2 separate regions of the Bombyx mori genome follow, and region 1 is linked to region 2. Evidence: chromatin contacts called from public Hi-C data. All regions are on one chromosome and are shown on one strand. The core of a region is the stretch at or near the end of the contact, and the rest is flanking DNA. Distances in the headings are between cores, read along the strand shown. Region 1 holds the start of LOC101738347. Region 2 overlaps LOC101742163 (breast cancer metastasis-suppressor 1-like protein).

The links. Hi-C and Micro-C count contacts between places; a contact is called where the count stands out from the background.
Region 1: a contact with region 2 is called in a Hi-C map of middle silk gland, with 2.2 times the contacts expected there. The contact joins the promoter of LOC101738347 here to the enhancer-like site in region 2. A contact is called at or near these places in 3 of 7 Hi-C or Micro-C datasets (middle silk gland, posterior silk gland and whole pupa).

What each region holds. Positions count from the first base shown.
Region 1 is chr18:2,354,104-2,358,827 of ASM3026992v2, reverse strand. It overlaps LOC101738347, which reads right to left and starts at 2,933. Exons shown (of 10, transcript XM_021349382.3): 1 at 2,601-2,933; 2 at 1-2,048. The coding sequence starts at 2,019. It overlaps LOC101742303 (large ribosomal subunit protein mL49), which reads left to right and starts at 2,496. Exons shown (of 2, transcript XM_004928077.5): 1 at 2,496-2,937; 2 at 3,215-3,739. The coding sequence starts at 2,821. The coding sequence ends at 3,679.
Region 2 is chr18:2,195,818-2,200,333 of ASM3026992v2, reverse strand. All of the region lies in intron 3 of LOC101742163 (breast cancer metastasis-suppressor 1-like protein), which reads right to left. Among protein-coding and RNA genes, the nearest start is that of LOC101742163, 34 kb to the right of the region's middle. Within about 2 kb of position 2,758, at least 8 of the 8 cell types and tissues checked have open chromatin away from gene starts, as enhancers often do.

The DNA.
Region 1 (4,724 bases), core at 1,684-4,183, 160 kb before region 2:
AGATTTCGATTCTGACTCGAGCCTCTGTCTTCTCTTATCGAACTCTTCAAACTCCTTCAGTCTGTCCATTAGTTTATCTATACTGGCGAAAGTTTTGTATGTAATTTCGTGTCTGCTGTTCTCTGGTTTTTCAACTGGATCCTCTTCATAATGCAGTCTGATGGTTTCGCTGTCGTCGATCTTCGACGGCGTGTTCTCATTAGTCAGTGAAGTCAGAAGATCGTTCTTGACCGGAGTTTCAGGAGCTTTATTGGTATTTTCTTCAGCACTAGCCGTCTTATTGAGACCGTAGAAGGACGATGCGGGCTTAACCTGCATCCCGTCTGCTGGTGTCTCAACGGCAGGAGCGGCTTCGTGATCCTGGCCTATGTTCTCATCCAGATTATTGATGAGGTCATCTATCTCTTTGGAGAGAGACTCAAGGGTCTCTTGCTTATCTTCAGTGTTGTTGGTCACTGTGCTCGTGATGCAGTTCTTGTTGGGGTCTGGCCTTGAAGCGGCGGCTGCTTTTCTCCCTCTCCTTGCCCTCTTAATGTTCTTTGTGATTTCCTTTGAGTTTAAAGTCTTGGACATACTATTCAATATACTACTACGGGCCTCCAAAAGCGTAATGTTTTCAGTCTTCATCAGAAGTTTATCTTCTATTTCTGATGCATTTAAACCATCTAAATTTAACCTATTACTATTGTTGTTGTCAGAATCTAGAGATGTACTCCTTTTTAAGCACAACTTCTTTTTTTTCTTTTGATTAGAGATGCAACTAGTTTCTGCATCAAGTTTAACATCATTAATTTTTTCAACATTAACGGAAGGCACTTTTTCAATAGTCGAGATCTGTACATTACTTTCAATATCTATATCTAGGTCAGTCTTAGATTTATCTAGTTTTTTGCTGAGCTCCTTGCCACCGTCTGTATCATTCAGTGGCTCACTGAGGCTCATGTCTGATTCAGTATTGTCTGAGCATTTAGAGATCTCACTCCCGTCTCGGGAGCAGGACCGTCCCCTTTTTAGCTTCATGCATTCATCACTTACATCAGCTGAGTCGGAGGCTTTGGAATCTGAGAGCAATCTCCGTCGTTTCTTCTGTTCCTTCATGACAACCTCATTTAAAAGGTTGCTTTTGACTTTTCTAGGCTTCCCACTTCGCAGGTTCTTGCCTTCAAAGACCGAAGGGCTATTGCTTCGTTCAGAGCGCATTGAGTATGGACTAGTGCGAGGCCCGAGGGCTAAGCTGCTAGGAGTATCACTTAGCATTGTTTTCATCATGGCCAAATCTGAGCTAAGTCTCTGTCTCCTGCCTGCTGTTTTCGGACTTGAGGATCTAGAACCAGGAGTGATGTCGTCCAGAGGTTCCTTTTTAATTTCTGATGCTGGGATCAGCGGGACGGCTTCTTTATCTTGAGAATTTTCAGGTTCTAGTTTAACAGCCGCTGTGGCTTTTCTACCTCGAGTGATTGTTCTTTTAATAATTTTCTTGACTTTTTCTTTAGTCCCTAGGACTTTCTTACTCCTTAAAGTCTTTCTGATGCCGAGTGGCCTCTTCTTAATTATTGCTTTTGGTTTATTTACAGGTTTCTTGGTTTCTTTGGACGTTTTAGGCTCATCTTGGCCAAGCTTGGTTTTGTCATCCTCAGTTGGGTCAGATGCCTTTTTGCGGGCCCTCGTCTTAGGTTCTATCACTGTTTCCTCATCAATACTCTTGTCCTGTTCATCTTTAGTTTGCTTAGTTTTCATGATGGAATGTGTATTGGGAGATATTCCCGTTCTCCCGACATTAGGTAGATGTTGATTGTCTTTGTTTTTATTGGTCGATCGGAGAGTGACCGACGAGATGCCCCTAGGTTTTTTTTTACCGGACTCTTCAATTTGAAGATTATTTGTATCTGTATTTAGACTGTGTTCTCCTATTACTTCTTCAGAGCAGGAATCACAGTCGTTTTCAATTTTACTTACAAAATTGCTTGAATTTTGCTCTACAGACTCCTCACTGTTTGTGCTAGGATGAATTTCTGCCATAACACGCCTCCATAATATGCCATCTGGACCTGAAAAAGACAAATATAACTTATTAAGTACCACTACACCCCCCAAAACAAGCAACGTGGTAATAAATATATGTGAATTACTTTAGCAAATTATTCTTGTTTTTCTTTATTATATATCATTTAAAAAAAAATTATTATTAAATCAAATATAATTCTCACATAGATAGGTCTAAATTATCTAATTTTTTGTTCCGATTCACTTAAAAATCGTGTCCACAAATCTTCGTAAACAAAAGCGAACACACAGTAATCAACAAGTTCGCGCATTAATTTGATGTTATTTCTATTATATATAAAGGACTATTTTGCTATATTTCGGATGACAAAAGGACTACATAGAGCATTAACTAACAGAATATCTGTTTACATGTACAGTTGCATAGAAATTCGCAGCGGAAAACTCATGAAAAACTTGTATGTTTTGGTGGTGAAACGAAGCGACAGCTAACGCCACCTACAGCTGACCCAGTGCGTGTGCGTCGAACGAACGAAAGCACCAAATCATTTCCCTAGCCGTGGCGCACCTCTGCTATGTCCTCACAAAATACTCACAATTTATCCGATGGAATCTCGAAAAACCACAATAAACAGTTATTTACATACACAATGCACCATAATATGCGAAAAAGTTCAATAAAAACGCGCAATTAAACTTAGAAAACGATTTTTGAAAAGCACGAATGTCTGCAGGCGTCCGCCATAATGTTTCCTTCGAAACGAATAATATAGTTCTTATTGCTCTTGTAGCAATTCGCTCTATTCGCTATTCAAAATGGCGACCGTATTACGAACACACTCCGCGTTTGCGCGACTTTTATTTGGAAAAAATGGACGAATCTTGAACAACTCACTTGATTTGGGTGCAAAATTATTGCCGGAATCACAATTGGTAATTATTTTATTGTATTTTCACTCGCGTCGCGTCGTAATGTCGCTTTGACCACGACATGTGACAGTACTATGGGTGTACAACCTACCGCGCAAGTTTCTTTAACATTTTTTTGATTGATTAATTTCAGTGTGACGTTGATTAATGATTAGCATTTATGCTCAAATATATTTAACATGTTTAAAATGGTTATTATTTCATTTATATGGATGGAATAGAGAAAAAAACCGTAATCTTTTGAAATCATTTCTATTAAAAACCCATGTTTTTGTTTCAGGCACTATCTTCAAAACATTACTCTAGTTACGGAAAATCACCGTTTGTGCGTAAAATCAAAGAGCAATATAATTATGAAATAGAAAAGAATCCGCCAGAATGGGAATACGTCAAACGTTTGCTGCCGTTTACTACTATACCTAAGATAATTCCCAAAGATAGTTATCCTTCAGGATGGGTCCCCCCAAAAGAAGAGGCGTTAAACCATCCATACTTTTTATCAAGAACAAAAAATGCTGAGCTACCTATCTATTTAAAGATTACTTACAGGGGAATGCGTAAAATATCCATAATAAGAAAAATTGAAGGCGACATATGGCTTTTGAACGATGAAATCAAACAATATTTAAAACAGAAGAACAAGAGATACGTAGAAACTAGAGTCCATGAAGTTGCGCGGTTGATTGAAACTAAAGGGGATTATGTAAATGATTTACGAGAATGGGCCCTATCCAAGGGTTTTTAAATGTAGTTTTTACTTAATAGCCAATGTTGGTAATTCCTAATAAATTTTTTAGTGTAAAAATATTTTTGTTTTAATGATCTTTGTAAAGATATTGAATCAGTCATTAAAATAAACGATAAATATGTTTAATCTTCAAAACTATAATTTAAAAAAATATATCTATTTTTGTAACATCTGGCGTAGGTTAGTCCCATATCTTAAGATATGATGTCACAATTTTAATTGCTTTGGAGAAACTTAATGATTAATATAAAGTTCAGCAAAACTACATTAGGCGAACCCGATTCACAATAGGCGGGCTTCGTCTACTTATGACAACGACAATAAAAAATCAGTGCCACTATTAATTTGTAATAAAGCTTTTTTAATGTATTATTCATATTCTACAATTATAATTCGACTTCGAAATTTTATGAACTACCTATGAATACAGTGAATTATGAAAATAACCTAAAACGTCTTGAATGAATAGTGTTTATTTGATGTAATATCTAAAATTTTATATAGACGAAAAATTTTAACAAATTTAAAATTACTTAAAAATATCACTCAATATTTCCCGTCGTGAACGAAACTTGATCGGAGGGGTGTACGCGGCATGAAGTTTATTTCGTTTGGCCGCCACCAGAGGCGCTGGCGACGGCGGAAGGTTTAACCTACGTAGCTATATAACATCCGCCCGCGGTCTCGGGGCCTCTCCACCGCGATATTTTTACTTTGCATCCCACTCTTTGTTGCTAACAACTTTTCTGTCCTCTAAAACAGATATTCGATCGCAACTTATCACTTATTTCACACGAAACACACATTTAGTATTGTTAGGTTAATTTTTATCATTAAGTTTATTACGAAACTTCAAAACGTTCGTTTTTGCGTAATTACGTTTTATTGTTAGAAACTTTACAAATATGTGAATTACCTACGAGAAGTGATCGGGAATCGATACGTTTACGGCATGGTTACGTAATATCGTTTAGGTATCGACGTATGTATATTGAATTAGCCATGTTGTATCTATATACATAAAATATATACAGAACATAAA
Region 2 (4,516 bases), core at 1,509-4,008:
CATACTTTTGTGAAAAGTACATCAAAACATCAAAACATCGGCACAAGTGTATCAAGATACCATTCTTGAGAAGGCAGTGAAGCCCCTTAACAACACCATGTTCAATAATCAAGAATGGTCCTTCCAGCAAGACTCGGCGCCAGGTCATAAAGCTCGGTCTAAGCAGTCTTGGTTGGAAACGAACGTTTCGGACTTCATCAGAGCAGAAGACTGGCCGTCGTCTAGTCCCGATCTTAATCCGCTGGATTATGATTTATGGTCAGTTTTAAAGAGTACCTACGGCTTGCTCTAAACGCCATGATATTTGGAGTCCCTAAAACAATCCCAATTGGCAGTGAAAACTTTTCCCATGGAAAGAGTGCATGCTTCTATTGATAACTGGCCTCAACGTTTAAAGGACTGTATTGCAGCCAATGGAGACCACTTCGAATAAGCTTTTTATATTTTAAATTGTTTTATATTTATGTATTAAACTAACACACAGTAAAAGTAATAAATGTTATTTGCAATAGAATTTTTTTTTTCTTTGTCTCAGTATTTATGGCAAGACTAGGTATATATCTCAAGGTGGGTGTCGCCAGTAACCACTTAACACCAGGTGGGTTGTGAGCTCGTCCACCCATCAAAGCAATAAAAAAAAATACAGTCGGTCTTTATTTTCTTTTTTCGAATATATTTTATGCTATATACCTTTTTTCTTTTTTCTCCAACTTATCCCACTGGATGGGGTCGGCACAGCTAATTTTTCTCTTCCATTCTCTTCTATCATTCGTCATCTCAACACTGACTCTTCTCACTCTCATATCGTCATTCACACATTCCATCCACGCCTTCTTCGGTCGACCTCTTCCCCCTCTATTACGGATTATATTACGTGGATTTAACGGTTCTAAATGCTAATTTAAAAATATATATTTTGAGTACACAAATAAATTTCGAAAATATCAATTGTAATTATTCCGTATCTACTATAACATACATTGCAATTGTAATTTTTATTTTATTAATTTAATATATTTCATTTGGTTGTCCCTTTTCGTAACATTTTTTTTTAATTCTTGTTTTTTCACTGTTGTGTACGTGTGTTTGTTTAAATTTAGTTTTCTTAACAAAGTGTAGCATGTTCCAATTTAAAAAAAAGAGAGAAAAAAATTGCTGAGCTCAAATACGTAATGATTGGTCGGTCTGATGCTGGTGTGCATGCACGTCACTCCGCAGGTGTCGGCGGTAGATCAGCGCCGCAGTACCCATTGTCTCGATACTATTAGGCATTACTGAGCCGTAACCCTTTCCAAAACTCATTATTTTTCTTATTTTTGTTTTTATTTTTTGTACCTAATTTATGCTTGGAATCAATGTTTATTATTAATACTATAAATAATGAGATTCAGAATTCATGTATCGAGATTTGTGGTGGTATTTACATTGCTGATGTCCATGGACTCCTATAACCACTTAAAACCACGTGGGCCGCCAACTCATCCGCCCATCTGAGCAATAAAAAAATACCGTTCATTTTCCAAGGGATTTGTAATATGCTTGCTATTTACTGATTATTCGTATAAACATAACCGTAGGTATCTGTCATAAATGAGCTAAATTAATTACTGATAGCCGTGGTCCAATGGTCGTCTCCGGCGTATTTTTATTGAGGTCCACGCATGACGCATATCACTTACATTTAATGAAACTTCGACCTCACGTCTCAAGCGGTAGGCAGCGGCCTGGCTCTGCCCCTGGCATTGCTGAAGTCTATGGGCGACGGTAACTACTCACCATCAGGTGGGCCGTATACTCGTCTGCCTACAAGGCCAATAAATAAATAAAAGGTTGAACTACTTTTTTTTTTTGCTTATATGGGTGGACGAGCTCACAGCCCACCTGGTGTTCAGTGGTTACTGGAGCCCATAGACATCCACAACGTAAATGCGCCACCCACCTCGAGATATAAGTTCTAAGGTCTCAGTACACTACTACACTAAGTGGAACCATGCTTAGCCACGCTTATCTATTCGGCATAGTTAAAAATATCTTATTTTGGAAACTGACTTTAAAAAGTGTAGTTTTATCATTTTCCTCTATCACGAAACGAGATATAAGAGGCCGCTATGATCTCACACATACATAGATCATTGAAAATTCATATTGTTCCTTTTCACATTCCGAAACGATTACAATCAAAGACGAAATAAAACATAATAATTAATAAGCAAACCACATTATTTGTTTAGAAGCTAATAAATAATTCTTTCTCTTCAAAATATATTATCTGTGGATTCAGAACACGCATTGCAAAACGATTTAAATATTCACAAAGACTTACTTTAACGTGGGTACATTGTACGTCATTCAATGCAATGAATAATATTTAAATCAAATATAAAGTATATTATACTAAGGGCAATCACAGTTTTACCGTTAGCAAAACTTTAACTACAACATTCATAAAGAAACTAAATGAGTTTGAGTATCTATGTAAAGTCAGTGCAAGATAAATAATTAATCTGCTCTGTGCTGGGTGAATACTTCAACGTGCACAATAAATGTAAAGGTCATTAAACCGATGCTCGCAGACAACGCCGTCGACAGAATGCATTCGATTTTCAAAATTGAGCGACACAGACTCGTTATATAGCTGAAATTATTCTAAAGGACAAACGAATATTATAGTGATTGCGTTTGCGCAGTCATCGGGGTTCGTCACCTTGACACTTCGAGGCCCCACAGGGTACTATACCCGTCTCGTTCGTATCGTCTCGTAGCCGCTACGAGAGACAAGGACGGCCGCATGGCGTAGACGCTTTCAGAACGCTACGCGCAGCGTCCGCCATTTTGTCGTTCCTTTATTAAAATTATTGATACGCGACTTGTTTGATGTTTAAATACATAATATTTTTATTAGTTAATTTCAAAGTTTTATTGCTCTTCTTGAATGATAATTATTTTCGAATAGTCGATTACGTTTTGTATGTTTGATGAATATTGCTGTGTGTTTCACAATCTGATTTTGCTTTCACGTGTCGCTATGTTCTATTTATATAAGACGCTTTTGTAACACGTTTTAGACAAACTTCTGTGTCATTCGTTTCATATTAATTTATACATTAGGTAGGTAAATATTATTTTGAAATGCCGTTATTTTAAGATCCAGTATATTTTGGAAATAAGTTCGAAACAATAATAACATATTTTATGTCTCACGACATACCTACCTATGATACATTTGACCACCTGCGTTCTTAGGCTCACACGTAATCAGGAGATATGCAGTATTTACACATATATACAGTAAATATGCATAAAACAAACACATTAAATTTCAATTACGAGTTAATATTGTTGAATCACTGAATATGTAATTTATCAATATAATTTACTGAGGCATAGATAAGATAAGAAACAACGTGGACAGGACACCACACGAAAATCAAATTTAAAACCCTTTTTTGTTCATTAACCAGAAGATAAGGTTAAATCTCAATAAAAACAATGGTTTTTTTTTATTTGTTATCCAAGAACTACGAAAATTCATTAAAAAAATTCTAAATAATTATGATTTTGCGACTGCTACCGCCATCTAGCGGCCAACTTGGGAGTTACTAAGTCTTGTTTGATTAATTACAGTTTATTATTGAGTAGTCAATTTAATACAACAGTTTATCATTTTTATGTGATATTTATCCTCTTTTAGTTAAATTATAGATAATTTATAATATTGTATTTATAATTTTACTTTATGTAAATATATGTTCGCAAAGAGAGTCGGTCAACACGTTAGGGGATAAATTTCCGAAAAATCTCATAGGTACCTATGCATTTACAGAAACGCAAAGGAGACATAAACGTTCTCAAGGATGATTAATACAAAGAACTAGTAAGCGAGGTCTTCTGAATAGTATACTTTTGCCTGTAGTGTTTAGAAATGCAACATTAAAAACCTTCGCCAGTTGATAGACACGTGACGCCCCCTAAGGGCGGTATTTAGTTGTCAGCACGTTCAGGTTCGTATTAGTATTACGTTATATTTTGGGCTGGGGACCGATTTTTGTGGAATCCACGCGCTTAGGGAACGCGTGAGTCGACGGTCGCAGGTGTCGGGATGGGACGCGGGCGCAATGATGGTATATAGGAACCTATCCACTATATGACTCAGGCACTCCCGTCCAAGCGTTCTATCTGCCCCGAGGTCAGAACCCGGATGGGGTAAAGGGGTTACCGCGATCAAAAGTGTAACCAGACTCGCAGCTCCAAAGACGTCTTTGGCCCATGGAGCGCCCGTCATGGGCCAAAGACGTCTTTGGCCCATAAGAAGGTTAGACCTATCGAGAAGCGTCCGTACTTCTAGCTCAAAAGAACAGAGTCATAATTACGAAACATTGGACGACTGCATTCAATTTGCGACGTCTTTAGACTGCGGTGGATTATACAACAAAAAACATGAGGTCGAACTGTCAATTGTACAGTACAAGGTTGCTTGCGGCACAAATCGGTGGGATCGTAGTTTTTTTCTTCCCTT